Regions from separate parts of the Sus scrofa genome. Here region 2 is linked to region 1. A link is a contact called in public Hi-C data. All regions are on one chromosome and are shown on one strand. Each heading gives the region's core, a stretch centred on a gene start, on an enhancer-like site or on the middle of the called end of the contact. The rest is flanking DNA. Distances are from core to core; before and after follow the strand shown. Region 1 holds the start of TP53INP1 (tumor protein p53-inducible nuclear protein 1). Region 2 holds the start of LOC106510020.

Evidence for each region. Hi-C and Micro-C count contacts between places; a contact is called where the count stands out from the background.
Region 2: a contact with region 1 is called in a Hi-C map of embryonic fibroblasts, with 4 times the contacts expected there. The contact joins the promoter of LOC106510020 here to the promoter of TP53INP1 in region 1. A contact is called at or near these places in 1 of 5 promoter capture datasets (liver), 33 of 47 Hi-C or Micro-C datasets (adipocytes, adipose tissue, alveolar macrophages and 16 more) and 2 of 2 datasets of contacts at active chromatin or transcription factors (alveolar macrophages and skeletal muscle).

Annotation. Positions count from the first base shown.
Region 1 is chr4:41,744,061-41,751,020 of Sscrofa11.1, reverse strand. TP53INP1 (tumor protein p53-inducible nuclear protein 1) reads right to left here and starts at 3,367. Exons shown (of 4, transcript XM_001925224.6): 1 at 3,094-3,367. It overlaps LOC106510020, which reads right to left. Exons shown (of 5, transcript XM_013996593.2): 5 at 6,136-6,960. The coding sequence ends at 6,863.
Region 2 is chr4:41,652,227-41,659,186 of Sscrofa11.1, reverse strand. It overlaps LOC106510020, which reads right to left and starts at 3,425. Exons shown (of 5, transcript XM_013996593.2): 1 at 3,270-3,425. NDUFAF6 (NADH dehydrogenase (ubiquinone) complex I, assembly factor 6) reads left to right here and starts at 3,505. Exons shown (of 9, transcript XM_001925041.6): 1 at 3,505-3,730. The coding sequence starts at 3,534.

The DNA of each region.
Region 1 (6,960 bases), core at 2,118-4,617:
GCACTGCTGTTCTTCCTGGCATCTGCAAGCTCCACCATCTCACTCTAAAGGAGAAGAGAAACAGTGTCTGGGCCCCAGCATTTAAAGAAGGCAGCTTGGAGTTCCCATGGTGGCTCAGATGTTAACGAATCCAACCAGGAACCATGAGGTTGTGGGTTCGATCCCTGGCCTCACTCAGTGGGTTGAGGACCCGGTGTTGCCGTGAGCTGTGGTGTCGACCTGGCATTGCTGTGGCTCTGGCGTAGGCTAGCGGCTACAGCTCCTGTTCGACCCCTAGACTAGGAACCTCCATATGCCGTGGGTGTGGCCCTGGAAAAGACAAAAAAAAAAATAAATAAATAAATAGATAAAGAAGGCAGCTCTGTCCCTTCTCTGCTTGGCTCAAAAAAACCTCCATCCCTCCCTTAAAAATGTCTTACTATAAAACAAATCAAATCACATTACAGAAAGTTTAGAAGATGAATAAGGAAAATAGTTCTTTACGTTTTGTTGCCATTATTGTTAGTATAGTGTACATTTTCTTCTATACATGCTTCTTTTTATAATTGTAGACTAATGCATGCACAACTTTGTATCCTGCTTTATTATTTTATCAGCAATGTTTTTACATTACTTGAGTAGGAATGCTCCATACTTATGGGGTTGAGCATTCTAGTTTGAGAACTCAGAAAAGGAGTTATCAGTCTGGAAGAGCTGGTTAGTATGATTTATTTTCTCATTTTGGAGACAAGCAACCAACCTAGAGGCAGCACAACTCTGGAATTAGCCTGCTCTGTTTGAAATATTGACTCTGCTCCTTACGACTTGTGTGTACTTATATAGTAACTTCTTGGTGCCTCAGTTTTCTCATCCCTAAAATGGGGAGGGCAGTGCCAATATGAGGATTAAATATGTATCACTTAGAAGAGAGTCTGACATACAGCAGGCACCCAGTAAATATTAACTACAAGTTCACTTCAAACCAGTTGGATGACTGTGATCTAGTCACTTAGCATCTTTGGGTCTGAGTGTTTTTATCTGTAAAATGTTTACAGCTACAATTTACTGAATGCTTACTGCATGTGACAGACTCGAGGTATCTGTTTGTCCCATCTGACTAACAGAGAAACTGAGGCTCAGAAATTAAGTAATTTGCTCCAAAGTAACAGAGCTGGTCAGGGGGCAGGACCAGCATTAGAGCATAAGTCTGGTTCTGAGTACCTCGCTCCCAGGCTGCCCCCCACCCGCACCCCAGGATTTCTCAGGCTCTTTCAGCCTCAACTCTGGCTTTATGAACTTCAGGGAACAGCACTTTTCAGTTGGTTCTGGTTGCCAGTAGGAGGCTCCAAAAACAACATTTTAAATTAAAAAAAAAAAAAATCCCACAACTTTGATGATTTAACTTCTAACTATGGGTACAGCTGTGGCTTACTGACAGTTTCGAAATATCAGGTGGCTAAACGAACAAATCATCATCATCAAAAAGCAGCCTCAAAATGATCTTTCTATTCCACCCTCTCTCACTAGTTCAGAAAAATGTGCTAATTCAAAGTAATTTTGAATCAATTTTAAACTGTAGAAAAACGAAGCCAAGAAAGTTGTCTTTGCTTGTTTCCCTCTACTCAGCCTATTTCACTAGCTACAAGGGGGTTATTCTCCCTGGGATCCACCAGGGTCGGCCCAAAGGCTGAATGACAGTGGACAAAGACAGCAATAAGTGGTAATTCATAGCCTGTTAACCTTTAGTTTTGAAAGTGGAGCCATTTCCAAGAGAACGATGAGGAAGCAATCAATGAAGTATTCACAGAAAAGGAACAAAAGATAGGATACAAAAACAAATGAGACCTTGGTCATGGAAATTAGTAAGGTCCTGATTCCAAGCAGGAGTCTTAGACAATTATGCTGCTGGTTCAGGATTATAGTGGCTGTGATTTAAAACCAAACGCTTCCCAGGAATTTTCACATTTGCAATGAAAAAATACATTTCACTTAGCAAACAAGTGATTTGAAGATCTTGGGGCACCTGATTATTAACTGTTCACTTTCCATTCCCCTTTCCCCAAACTACTTTGTATTCAGAAAAGGCTCTTTTCTGAATGATGGAAGTGGCGTGGGGGGGGGGTGTCCCTATCTACTCTAAATTGGAATTAACTCAGAAGATAATGAGCAGATGTAATTAGGAAATACAATAAAAATAAGGAATCCCCACATAAAATTCATCTGCAACTACTAAAAAGAAACACCATGTCCTTTTAACTGGCTGTGTGGCCTTGAGTAGGTTACTTAATCTCTCTGGGGCCTCAAATTTCCTATCCATAAGATAATATAGCCTACTTCATAGGATTACTGTGGCAATCAATTGGGATAAGGCAGGTTAAGCCCTTCACAGTATATGGCACATAATAAGCACTCAATCAGCGGGAGTGATCAAAACGATGAGGATTTTAATTCTGATGGGCAAGTAAACTCTTTCCACAGGTGCAACCTCAAAAGGTGATGTGTAAGGTCAGGCAGGGTCAAGGGACACGCAAAGGACAGGAGGACCCTAAGGTCTCCAGGTAAGATTCCCGGAGCCGCTGCACTACCGAGCGCGACCCAGCGCTGGGAGGGTTGCTGGCGGGGCGGCGGCCGCAGCGCCGCGGAACTGGAGAGCTACGTCCCCGGGCGGCGGCCGCGTTCGCTCCTCCGGACCCCGGGGCTCCGAAGCCGAGTCCCAAGCGGACAGCCCCCGTCCGACAGCGGAGGGCAGGAGGAGGAGGAGGAGATGTGGAAGGGAGTAAGGAGGAGGAGGAGGAGGAGAGAGGAGGTCCCGCCGAGGCCAAGAAAACAGGCCACGCTCGGGGGAGGAGGCAGAAACCAAACACCCAACCGCCGCCCCACGCCCGGGCTTGGCCGGTCCATGTCCGCACGGCCGCCTCCTCCCGCACCCCAGGTCCGCCGAGGGTCCACCGAGGGGGTGGGCGTCCAGCCCGCGGAGGCTGCAGAGGCAGCGAAGGCCGGGAGCGCACCGACGGCTGCTCGCGAGCCGGCCCGAGGGCAGGGCGCGCGGACCAGGCAGCGCAGCGGGGCGGCGGGGAGCAGGCGGCCCTGGACGCCGGCCCCGCCCGCACTTACTTGGGCCCGACCTGCGGCGGGACGGCGGCGAAGGCAGCGGGCACCCGGCTTGGCGGGGCTCGGCGGGGACCGGCGCGCTGGCGGTTCGGGGCGGCTGAGGTAGCTGCGGCTCCCGGACGACGGGCGCGGGGCTCGGGGCCGGTCCAGCCTTCCTGTGGCCACACCGCTGGCCGCCGCCGGCCCGTCTCGCTCCTTTTGTTGTTGTGCAGCCTCGGAACAGCTGATCAGCCGCTGCGCCCGCCCGGCCGCCCCGCCCCGGGGCCGCGCCAGCCCCGGCCCACCAATCGGCGGCGCTGGGGCCCCGGGGCCGCCCTGCGAGAGGTTGTCACTAACGCACGTGACCTGGCGCCCAGCCGGCCGACGCTCTTGAGTTAGAAACAAGCCCGGGCAACAAAGCCCGGGCGCCGATGGGAGAGTAGGGGGGCGAGCGGAAGGGAGGGAGCAGGGGTGGGGGTGCGATGGGGGCTGGCACTGGGGCGACTGGGAGAGAACAGAGGAAGGGCTGGGGCTGAACCGAAATGGGAACCTGCAGGAGTGTGAAGACAACTGGAACCGATGGGCGAGAGGAAGAGCCCTGACCTCAGCTGACCCTTTGGCCAAGTGAGAGGCCGAGTGTTTGGGGTACAAAGGCTCACAAAGCTTTTTTTGCTGTGAGGGGAAAATCAGGGACGTTGAGAGTGATGGAGACGAAGATCCCAAGAGACCACTTCAGGCCAGTATACGGGTAAAATCGTGGACGTGGTGCTAAGGCAGGGCCACCTAACCTTTTGGCCTTCTTTGGAAGGAAAGTTTAGATTCAGGTATAGGAATGCCGCCCACCCAATATCTTTTTTTTTTTTTTTTCTTTTTAGGGCCACATCCATGGGGCATATGGAAATTCCCTGGTTAGGGGTCAAATTGGGGCTACAGCTGCCAGTCTACACCACAGCCACAGCAATGCAGAATCGCCGACCCACTGAGCGAGGCCAGGGATTGAACCCACATCCTCATGATGTGGATTTAATTCCACTGTGTCACAACAGGAACTCCCCAACCTTCTTTTTAGGACAAGGAGCCAGGCCCCATCTCGCTGTGGTAACTGATACTGGGACCTGACTGAACTGGCCCACAGGCTCAAGATTCAACCTACAGGCGGGCTCACTATTTATAGTGAGAAGAAAATAAGACAGTGGGCTTGAAAATACTTTCCAAACCAAAGCTGTGTACATATGTTGATGGATTAACTGTCTGGCCAAGGCAAGGAAGTTATTTTGATGTATCTCCACTCTTATGGTGGATCTTGTTTGGCCTGAGATGTGGTTCCCAAGGTTAAATTTATATACCCTCAACAGGTGTCTGATACATTACAGTATTCTGAAAGACTCACATTCTGGCCCTCACAAACATCCTGTCATCAATCTGTTTCCAACAATCCTGGTTTTAAAGGGTGAAAATCAAAGTACAGGGGATTGTCTGACCCCCAAGAGTAATAACTGTAATTCGAGGGCCATTCTCAGAAAGTAGAACAAGACTTTAACTTGGATTTTAGTTTTTTTGGCAAACGAGGCTCATCCTAATATATCCTCTCAAGTGTCATTACTACATTAGGAGCCCCATAGTCTCTTGTTTCTTCTTAGGAATTCATGGAGAGATCATCTTCCCATTCAGAATCAAGGCATGATGATCCTTTTAAGGCTCTAATTTTTTTTCTTTTTTCTTTTTAGGGCCGCACCTGTGGTATATGAAAGTTCCCAGGCTAGGGGGTTGAATCAGAGCTGTAACCGTCGGCCTGTGCCAGAGCCACAGCAATGCCAGATCTGAGCCACCTCTGTGACCTACACCACAGCTCATGGCAACACTGGATCCTCAACCCATTGAGCGAGGCCAGGGATTGAACCTGGGTCCTCATGGCAATGAGTTGTGTTCATTACTGCTGAGCCACGACGGGAACTCCAAGGCTTTTAAAAGGTCACATTAAGACCTACCTTCGTCCACCTTGATAAGATTAAAGGCAAAATGTGAAAGTATACAATTCCTTGTTATGATAGAGAAAGCAATGCAATGTAAGATGATGTTTCTGAAGATGGTCACAACAGCATCTCCTTTGTCATGAAGTGAAGTCTCTTTTTTTTTTTATTCCCTTTGAATCTGGGTTGGCCCTGTGACTGCTTTGACCAATAGAATGTGGCAAAAATAATTCCCTAGGTCTTCCAAGACCAGACCTTAAGCAAGCCTGACAGCTTCTGCTTTGTACTGTGGGGAGAGTCAGCCGCCACTTAAGACGAGCCCACCATCCTGTAAGGAAGTCCAGGCTATGTGGACAGATCACATGGAAAAAGACGTCTAGATGTTCAGCCTATCTCAGCTGAGGAACCACACCTTTGAGTGAAAAAGCTCTCTAGGGAGGTCCAAGCCCAGCCGACACCACATGGAACAGAGATGAGCCAAAATTGCAGAATTGTGAGCAAATAAATCTTGTTTTAAGGCCCTAAATGTGAGGGTGGTTTTCAAAACAGCAATAGGTAACCGAAACACGAAGCTAAACAAGAGAAAGGCCCACAGGGTACAGATTGACCACCATAAAGCAGAATTTGGGGGATTTTTTTTTTTTTTTTTTTTTGCTTTTTAGGGCCGCACCCAAAGCTTATGGAGGTTCTCAGGCTAGGGGTCAAATGGGAGCTGCAGCTGCTGGCCTACACCACACCACAGCAGCATAGGATCCGAGCCACATTTGTGACCTACACCACAGCTCATGGGAAGGCTGAATCCTTAACCCACTGAGCAAGGCCAGGGATCGAACTCACAATCTCATGGTTACTAGTTGGATTTGTTTTGGCTGCGCCACAACGGGAACTCCCAGGATATGTTTTTTTAATCTTATCTTAGGAGTGATTTGCTTTCTGTTTACTCTCTTGCTGATTTATAATCTTCCCACCTGGTGCTTGTTTACCCCAGTGTCCTAGTGAGGGTGCTGGGGGGGGGGTGGGTGCGAAAAGGCTGCCCCTGTGAGGGAGAGGTATTTTATCACTGTGCATTGTTTGGAACTGTTGGAGCATGAAAATAATAAAAAGCAAACCTACTTTTAGTCAGTTTTATTATTGCTTTTAAATTCTATACACATGCACGCGCGCACACACGCACAGAAATTCACTGCTTGTGCATCCTGGTGGAGGGCTCCCCCGCCTCCCCGCTTTGTATGTCCCTGGTTTACATACAGACATGCAGCGAAACTCAAGAGTCATGTCGTCTCCACAGCACAGAGCTGTCTGAACACAACCAAACTGTCAAATCACACAGCTGCAAACCAGCCTCTCGTCTGTTGGTTGACAAAGACCCAGCCAGGTTCCCTGCCTGGGCAGACCCCATGCATCCAACCATCCTTTAATTCACAGGATAATTCTCAGTGGGTTGCTATAGTACCCACTTCCAGACTGACCCCCTACTGTGGGGGGTGACCCTTCCCCCATCTGTCAGAGTCCTCCTGTCCATTTTCCACGGAGCTCAATACACCGCCTTCTCTACCCCAACAAAAGGGATTCAACCTCCAGCTTTGTTCTGGAGAACCAGAGGGCAGGACCACATTTGTGCCAACATCCAGAAACAATGCAGCTAATGCCCCTGCCTCCTGTTCACAAAGGCAGGCTGTGGCCATTGCCATGCTAGTTGCGTCAAGGCTGCTAAAAGAATGTTGTTTCCTACCAAGCTGCAGATGGGGAACCCCCTAGGGTGCCTCTAACAAAGCAACAAGTCCTCCAGTCTATATTGAGGAAACTCCCAAGGTGAAATCGGCCTAGGTAATTTTCATTCTATCCATCAACAAATGCATCTGCTGGGCTTCTACTACCTGTCCAGCCTGTTGCCAAGTGTCTGGGAAAGACAGAAGAATTC
Region 2 (6,960 bases), core at 2,176-4,675, 92 kb after region 1:
ACAACCGGAACTCCTGCTTAGATTTTTTTCTTATTTTGTGAGTTTAGGGAAAACAACTACTATAGTCCTGGAGAGCTATTTATATGCAAGAGTGCCCCTGGGTATTTTGTGAGGGCTTAATACTTATTTCTGGTGTGAGAGCTACTTTTGGTTTGTATGCTTGCAGTCTCTTTCCTCAGTGTGTGCAGGCTGTTATCCCCTTGATAGGGTGCTGTGCATGGTTCCAGGGAGATGGAGGCAATGGGCAGGGCTGGTAGTAGTGCCCAGTTGCTGGACCCTTGACAGTGACAAGGACCCGCCAGAAGGTGGCACTGGTTGCTTCTAGTTGCAGGGCCCTGGGAAGTAGCAGTGACCCTCAGGCAAGTGTAGGCTGTGCAGGGAGTGTTTCGTAGTGGCAGTGGCAGGGCATGTGTGTTCCCAGAGGAGTAAGAGCAACAATGGGTGGGGCTCAACTGCAGCACCTTCCTCTGTACTGATCTCTGAGGGGACTGGAGCCACAGGTGGTAGCACAGGGAACTATATCTAATCACTTGTGATGGAACATGATGGAAGATAATGTGATAAAAAGAATGTATGTGTGTATGTGTGTGTATACACACATATATAACTGGTACAGCAGAAATTGACAGAACATTGTAAATCAATTATAACAAAATTTTTTTTCAAAAAGTAACAAAAACAAAATGAACTTATGAGAAGTTAGCTGATCCCTGAACTCCATGGCAAAGCTGGAGGAGTATTCCTGTGTGGGGAGATTTAACCAGCTGTGGTCTTGGTGCAGAACCTCTCAGACCCTTTAGATACTCAAGGTGTCATATAAAAGCCAACAGGCTAGCCTGACTCTTAACATAAGGAATGAAACTCACTTCCAGAGGCCATGGAAAAATAAGAGGTGGAGAAGTATTCTGGAACAATAATGCATAATTCTTTATAATATAGCAATGAACCATGAGACAATATTTATTGGCTAAAGCTTGGAAGCAAACGTTATTATATCTCATGACACAGATGGATCAGTTATAATTACCATGGAGAGAGTCATATACTCAAAGAGGACAGAGTAAGCAACTACAACATCTAAAGTCCAGTTAACAAACCATACTTATGTGGTCATTTATTTCTCAAAGTTAATTTTCTGTTTAAGCACTGAGCTTCTTCTTAATTATAATGCTAACTGAATAAAAGTGTACACATATTTCAAATATACTGGGGTTTTTTGGTGGAGGGAGGGGGGCTGTGCCTGCGGCATGCAGAAGTTTCTGGGCCAGGGATCGAATCTCTGCCACAGTGGTAAACAGAGTCTCAGCAGTGACAATGCTGGATCCTCAACCCACTGAGCCACCAGGGAATTATTTTGATACCAAGAAGTTACATTAAGGAAATCATTTCATGTGCTCATAATTCCAAAAAAATTAATTAAAGATTAGCAAATAATAGCTATTCAATAAATGTTAGCTGGTGATAGTGTGTTATCCATAGAATAATTTTAAAAGTTCTTAATTTTTCCTCTATTGCCATTAAGTGAAATTCTGTCTTCAGGCTCATAACACTTTTAGTATGCATTTATGATTACTAGAATTACTAGATATGGCTGTATTTTTTTAATATATATAGATTGACTGGCCTAGAGACAATAAAACAAAAGAAACAGACCCATCAGAAAGATGTGAAACTAGGTATTAGAAATAAAACAAAAGAGAAGTTAATAATAACTAATGACAGCTGTTAAAAAAATAATTTTTAACAAAACTGTACAGTCAAGACTCTCATACAGAAGTAAAAATCAACATATGTCAAAAATTTCATTGAACTCTTTAGTTAGTGGGGGAACCAGTAAAATATTGCAACCAATTCAAAGAAGTATTCAAACTACTAGACTTACACAGGCGGTCAGGAATGCTTAAGTAAATCTGCTTAAAAGATATGAAAACTTGCAAAACTGGTCAGTATCCAACAGACAATAATCAAATGGCTCACCAAAGGATATAATTTGCATATTTATGGACAAGAATAATTTGCATTATTGTCAATAGTCTACCACTTACAGAATTGTAAAATAGTTCAAAGACAATGAAAGGCACAAAGACCCCACATAATTAGATAATGCGGACAATGTCTAAGGTTCCATTGAGTACCCAGCAATCTTTTTGGTTATTGTAAACTATCTTTCTATATGTTTTTCCTACATGGTTGACTTGTTTTGAGTGCTGTTTATAGGCCAGGCACTACCTTAGGTGCCTTAAATGTATTAATTCATTTAATTCTCAACAGAACTTTATGAGAGAGGTTCTACTATTATTTCCATTTCATAGCAGAGGAATTTGAGGCATAAGAAAAAGTAAGTCTGTCACCTAAGGTCACAGAGATAGGAGGCAGAGCCAGAATATGAATCCAGGTAGTGCTATACCAACTATGCTGCCACAGAATGGAAAAAAAAAAATGATATGACCTCACCAGTTAGGTATGAATATGAAAGGATGACTCCATAATGTTTCCCCTAGTTATGAGAAGGGGGACAGTGGCCAGAAAAATGAAGAGACTAAGAAGATTAGTTAGTTTGATTTGGTTTTTAGACATAAGGACTTTGAAATAAAGGTAGGATGTTGAGATGGAAAAATCCAGACAGGCAGAAGACCAGAAGTAGAGATGTAGATACGTGATTTTTTTTTTTTTTTTTAATGGAGCTTTAAACTTTGGTATCAGAAAGACTAGTGTGTAACTGTCAGAGCTAAAGGACAGAAGCCCAGGGAAAAAAAGAGATGCAGCAGGGACTGAGGTCCCGCATTAGCGGAAAAGAGGCAGTCTCAGGAAGTAAAATCAGAGCAGGGTGAATTGGCTAGAGCTCTTAGGTCCAGACTCCAGGTCTAGCTCTTAGGTGCAGTTTGAGGGGCAAAATTAAGCTGGAGTTACAAATGCTAATAGTTAGGGGTAGGGCTGAAAGGTAAAAACAGGCTTTGAAAGGTTTTACCCAACACGCAGTAAAGTGTGTCAAGCAGGTAAGAGTCATGATCAGAGGTATATTTTAGAAAGAACTTGCGTGGCTGCAACAAGAAAAGTTTGAGCAAATCTGGAGGCAAGAGGTGTCACTGAGATCGAGAGGCAGGCAGCTGCCGGCTTGGACCAGGTCAGTTCGTGGCAACTAGACCCACCTGTAACATTTGAGGGGCCTGAGTGTAAGAGTACCAAAGAAGGCTCACATACCATGTGAATAAATATTTAAAATTTGCAAATCAAGCTAGTAAACTGTCAGTTATTCTCTATCCTCCTACCTTGATAAATATATCTTCAGAAGGACCTGGAAGGGATGAGGAGAGGCCAAGATCCGTCTTAGGCGGGGCTTTCCTGGAACCTATAAGGCCGAGGAGTGCGGCGGCGGCGCATTTGTAGAGGACCACAGCGACACCTGGCTCTTCTCCGAGTGGCATTCGCAGTTCGCCTTCTAGCAACTAGGAGAAGCTAGGCGGGACCTGCTGGGGGCGTGGCGTGGCCGGGCGCCAACAGCCCGGGGTCAAAGGGCACGCGGCGTCGGTGTCATGGCCGCCTCCATGCTGGGTTCGGCGTGGGGCCCGCTACGGCTTGGCCTTCCGGGCCTGTGCCGCCGCCGGCCGCCCGGCGGTTTGTGGGCCCGCGCACGGCGGCTGCCGGGGTCCGCGGGGTCAGGGCGAAGCGTGGCCGCGGCGAGCGGATCGGGTGCCTCGGGCACGGACCGCTACTGCATGGAACTGCTGCGGTGAGCGAGCCGGGTCTGCCCCTGGTGGGAGGTAGGGGAGCAGCTGGAAGGGGCCTTGGTGGGCTCTGTGGGCCTCCGAGCTCTCCTGGACTAGCGGACCTGCACATTCCTCGCATCACTCGGCGAGTGTGCTCGGGTTGGCCCCGGTGGGATGTATGGGGGGAGTGTGGCAACGAGAACTTTCACGCCGGTGACAAAATTGTGGCAAAATTCCTCTGGCTGTCACCTTATCTGAACCTTAGCTTTTACCTAATCGTGCACAGCTTTTGTAAAATTTGAGAAATGACCAGTAACTGATTTTAATGACAACAGTAGCTAACTTGGAGTTCTTCCTTCTGTCAAGCACTATGCAAAATAGTTCACAAATAACTTATTTCATCTTCGTTATAAGGTGTGACAGACAGGTGTAGACCTACCACTTAAAGATATGTGGATCAAAGCATTTAGAAAGTGCCTGGCACAAAGCAAGGGTACAATGAGTACAGTATAAAGTTTATCTCATTTAACAGACATGGAAACCAGGATTTAGAGAGATTTGGGAATTTACCTGAGTTCGGTAAAATAGCTTATAAAATCAGAATCTTGATGATAGTTTTGTTCCTGTAACATCTGAAAGGCCTGGCACCTTGGAGCGTTGTTAGTCATTTGTGAAGAGAATTGAATGAATCAGGTTACCTGGCACATCTGAAGTCCGAGTCTGACTGCAGAGTTGGATGGCTTAGTTTCTTTTTTTTTTTTTAATTTTGATTTTAATGATTTAAAAAAGTTTTTTTCCATTATAGTTGGTTTACAGTGTTCCGTCAGTTTTCTACTGTACAGCAGTGACCCAGTCACGCATATACACACACATATGTATATATACATTATTTTTCTAACATTATCTTCCATCATGTTCCATCCTAAGTGACTAGATATAGTTTCCTGTGCTATAGAGCAGGATCTCATTACTTATCCACTCTAAGTGCAATAGTTTGCATCTATTAATCCCAGATTCCCAGTCCATCCCTCCACTCCACCCCCCCGCCCCCACCCCACCCCCTGTCAGCAAGCACAAATCTCTTCTCCAAGTCGGTGAGTTTCTTTTCTGTGGAAGGTTTATTTGTGCCATATATTACATTCTAGATATAAGTGCTACCATATGGTATTTGTCTTTCTCTTTCTGACTTAACTTAGTATGAGAGTCTCTAGTTCCATCCACGTAGCTGCAAATGGCATTATTTTTTTCTTTTTTATGGCTGAGTAGTAGATGGCTTAGTTTTCACTTTGCTTCTCCTATCCTTGATTTATAACAGTGGTATAAAGACTCAAAAGTACCTGGTCCCAAGGACTTCTGAGAAGTGCTAGAATAATTAAATTACCTTGGATTTGATTGGGCTAGTAAATCCAATTTTTAAAAATTCTATTTTACCAAAATGTAGCATAACGACAAAATTCCCATGCATTTCAGTATTTTGTTTTTAACCCTTATTTATTTAGTTAGTTTTTGGTCTTTTTAGGGCCACACCTGTGGCATATTTAGGTTCTCAGGCTAGGGTTCAAATTGGAGCTGTAGCCGTTGGCCTACACCACAGCCACAGCAGCGCCAGATCTGAGCCATGTCTTCGACCTGCACCACAGCTCACAGCAGTACTGGATCCTTCACCCACTGAGCAAGGCCAGGAATGGAACCTGCGTCTTCATGGATCCTAGTCAGGTTCATTTCCACTGAGCCATGATGGGAACTCCTTTGACCCCTTTTTATTTTTTTATTTTTTAAAAATTTTATTTGTTTATTTATTTATTGTCTTTTCTAGGGCTGCTCACGTGACATGTGGAGGTTCCCAGGCTAGGGGTCTAATCGGAGCTGTAGGCCTACACCAGAGCCACAGCAACGCGGGGTCTGAGCCACGTCTTCGACCTACACCACAGCTCACGGCAACATCAGGTTCTCAACCCACTGAGTGAGGCCAGGGATCGAACCTGCAACCTCATGGTTCCTAGTCGGATTCGTTAACCACTGTGCCATGATGGGAACTCCGACCCCTTTTTAAGATAGTGTTCATATCCACCTTATTTACTTGCTGATTTCTTGTAGGAGAAACAGGGTAGCATTAATGGAGATCTATGCATTAAGAATTGTGAAAGCAAAGTTCCCATCTTTTAGCTTCTAATTATCCATTAATCTTTGTAAGACTTGACCTCTGAAATGATATATGCAGAGCTGTTCTAGACAAGTATCTTATGCAAGGCTTCCAAATATTATGAACGACACCAGGCCGTAACTTCAGGCTAGCCAAGCATAGCTCTTCTAGGAATCAAGGTTTGTGGGAAAATCGCAAACCTGATTTACATAGTTGTTAGGGTTTGGTTTTGAGGATCGCTGCCTCAGGCTTTGGGTTTAGTGCTGTTGTGCGATGAGGGCAGTTTCCTCATAGCTTAGTGGGTTGAGATCTGTCATCACTGCTGTGGCTCTGGTTACAGCTGTGCGCTGGTTCAGTCCCTGGCCTGGGATGTGTTGGACAAACAAAAAGGGGGGTGGAGGATGAGGAGGTGGTAGTGATGATGATGTGTGGAAGTGCAGTTCTCCAGCACACTGAGGAACCACTTCTTGCTTTGTGCCTTAGTTGCACAGGTCCATGAAATAAGCACAGCAATCCTAGCATAACGTATGCTTGTTTCTCATAGTCTGCCTCTCCCTACTAGACTGAAGTCCGTAGCTGTCTTCAGTATCTAGCAGTGCCTGGCACATAGTAAGCACTGAATAAATGTTAGAGTGAATAAATGAATGATCAAAAGGTTGTCATATAAAACTGTTGCTGTATAAAGCTGTTGCTATATAAAGCCATCATAATATGGCATTTCTCACTGTTTGGGACAGTTCTCAGGTAACTGGACCTCGGTCAACCACCTGCAGGATATCTTTGTACACCAGTAATTGATATTTATAACTGTGATCCTGATTGATGAGGAAATGGTTAAATAGTCAGTATATCCTATTTAATGTGAAGAAGTGGATAGTATTGTTTAGAATAATATCCAACCAAAATATTTTAAAAATTGTTAACAGGGCAAACCCTAAGCTGTGTAGAATGACTTATTTCCCAAAGACTGCTATGGGTTTTGTTATGTCTTAATTTCATTTTTCATTTGCCTGTAGGAAACTTGAAGTACTTCACATATTGGTTATTTTTTAGGAGATATGAAATACGAAGCTTCATTTTGCAAGTTAGGAAATAGATATGACTGATATC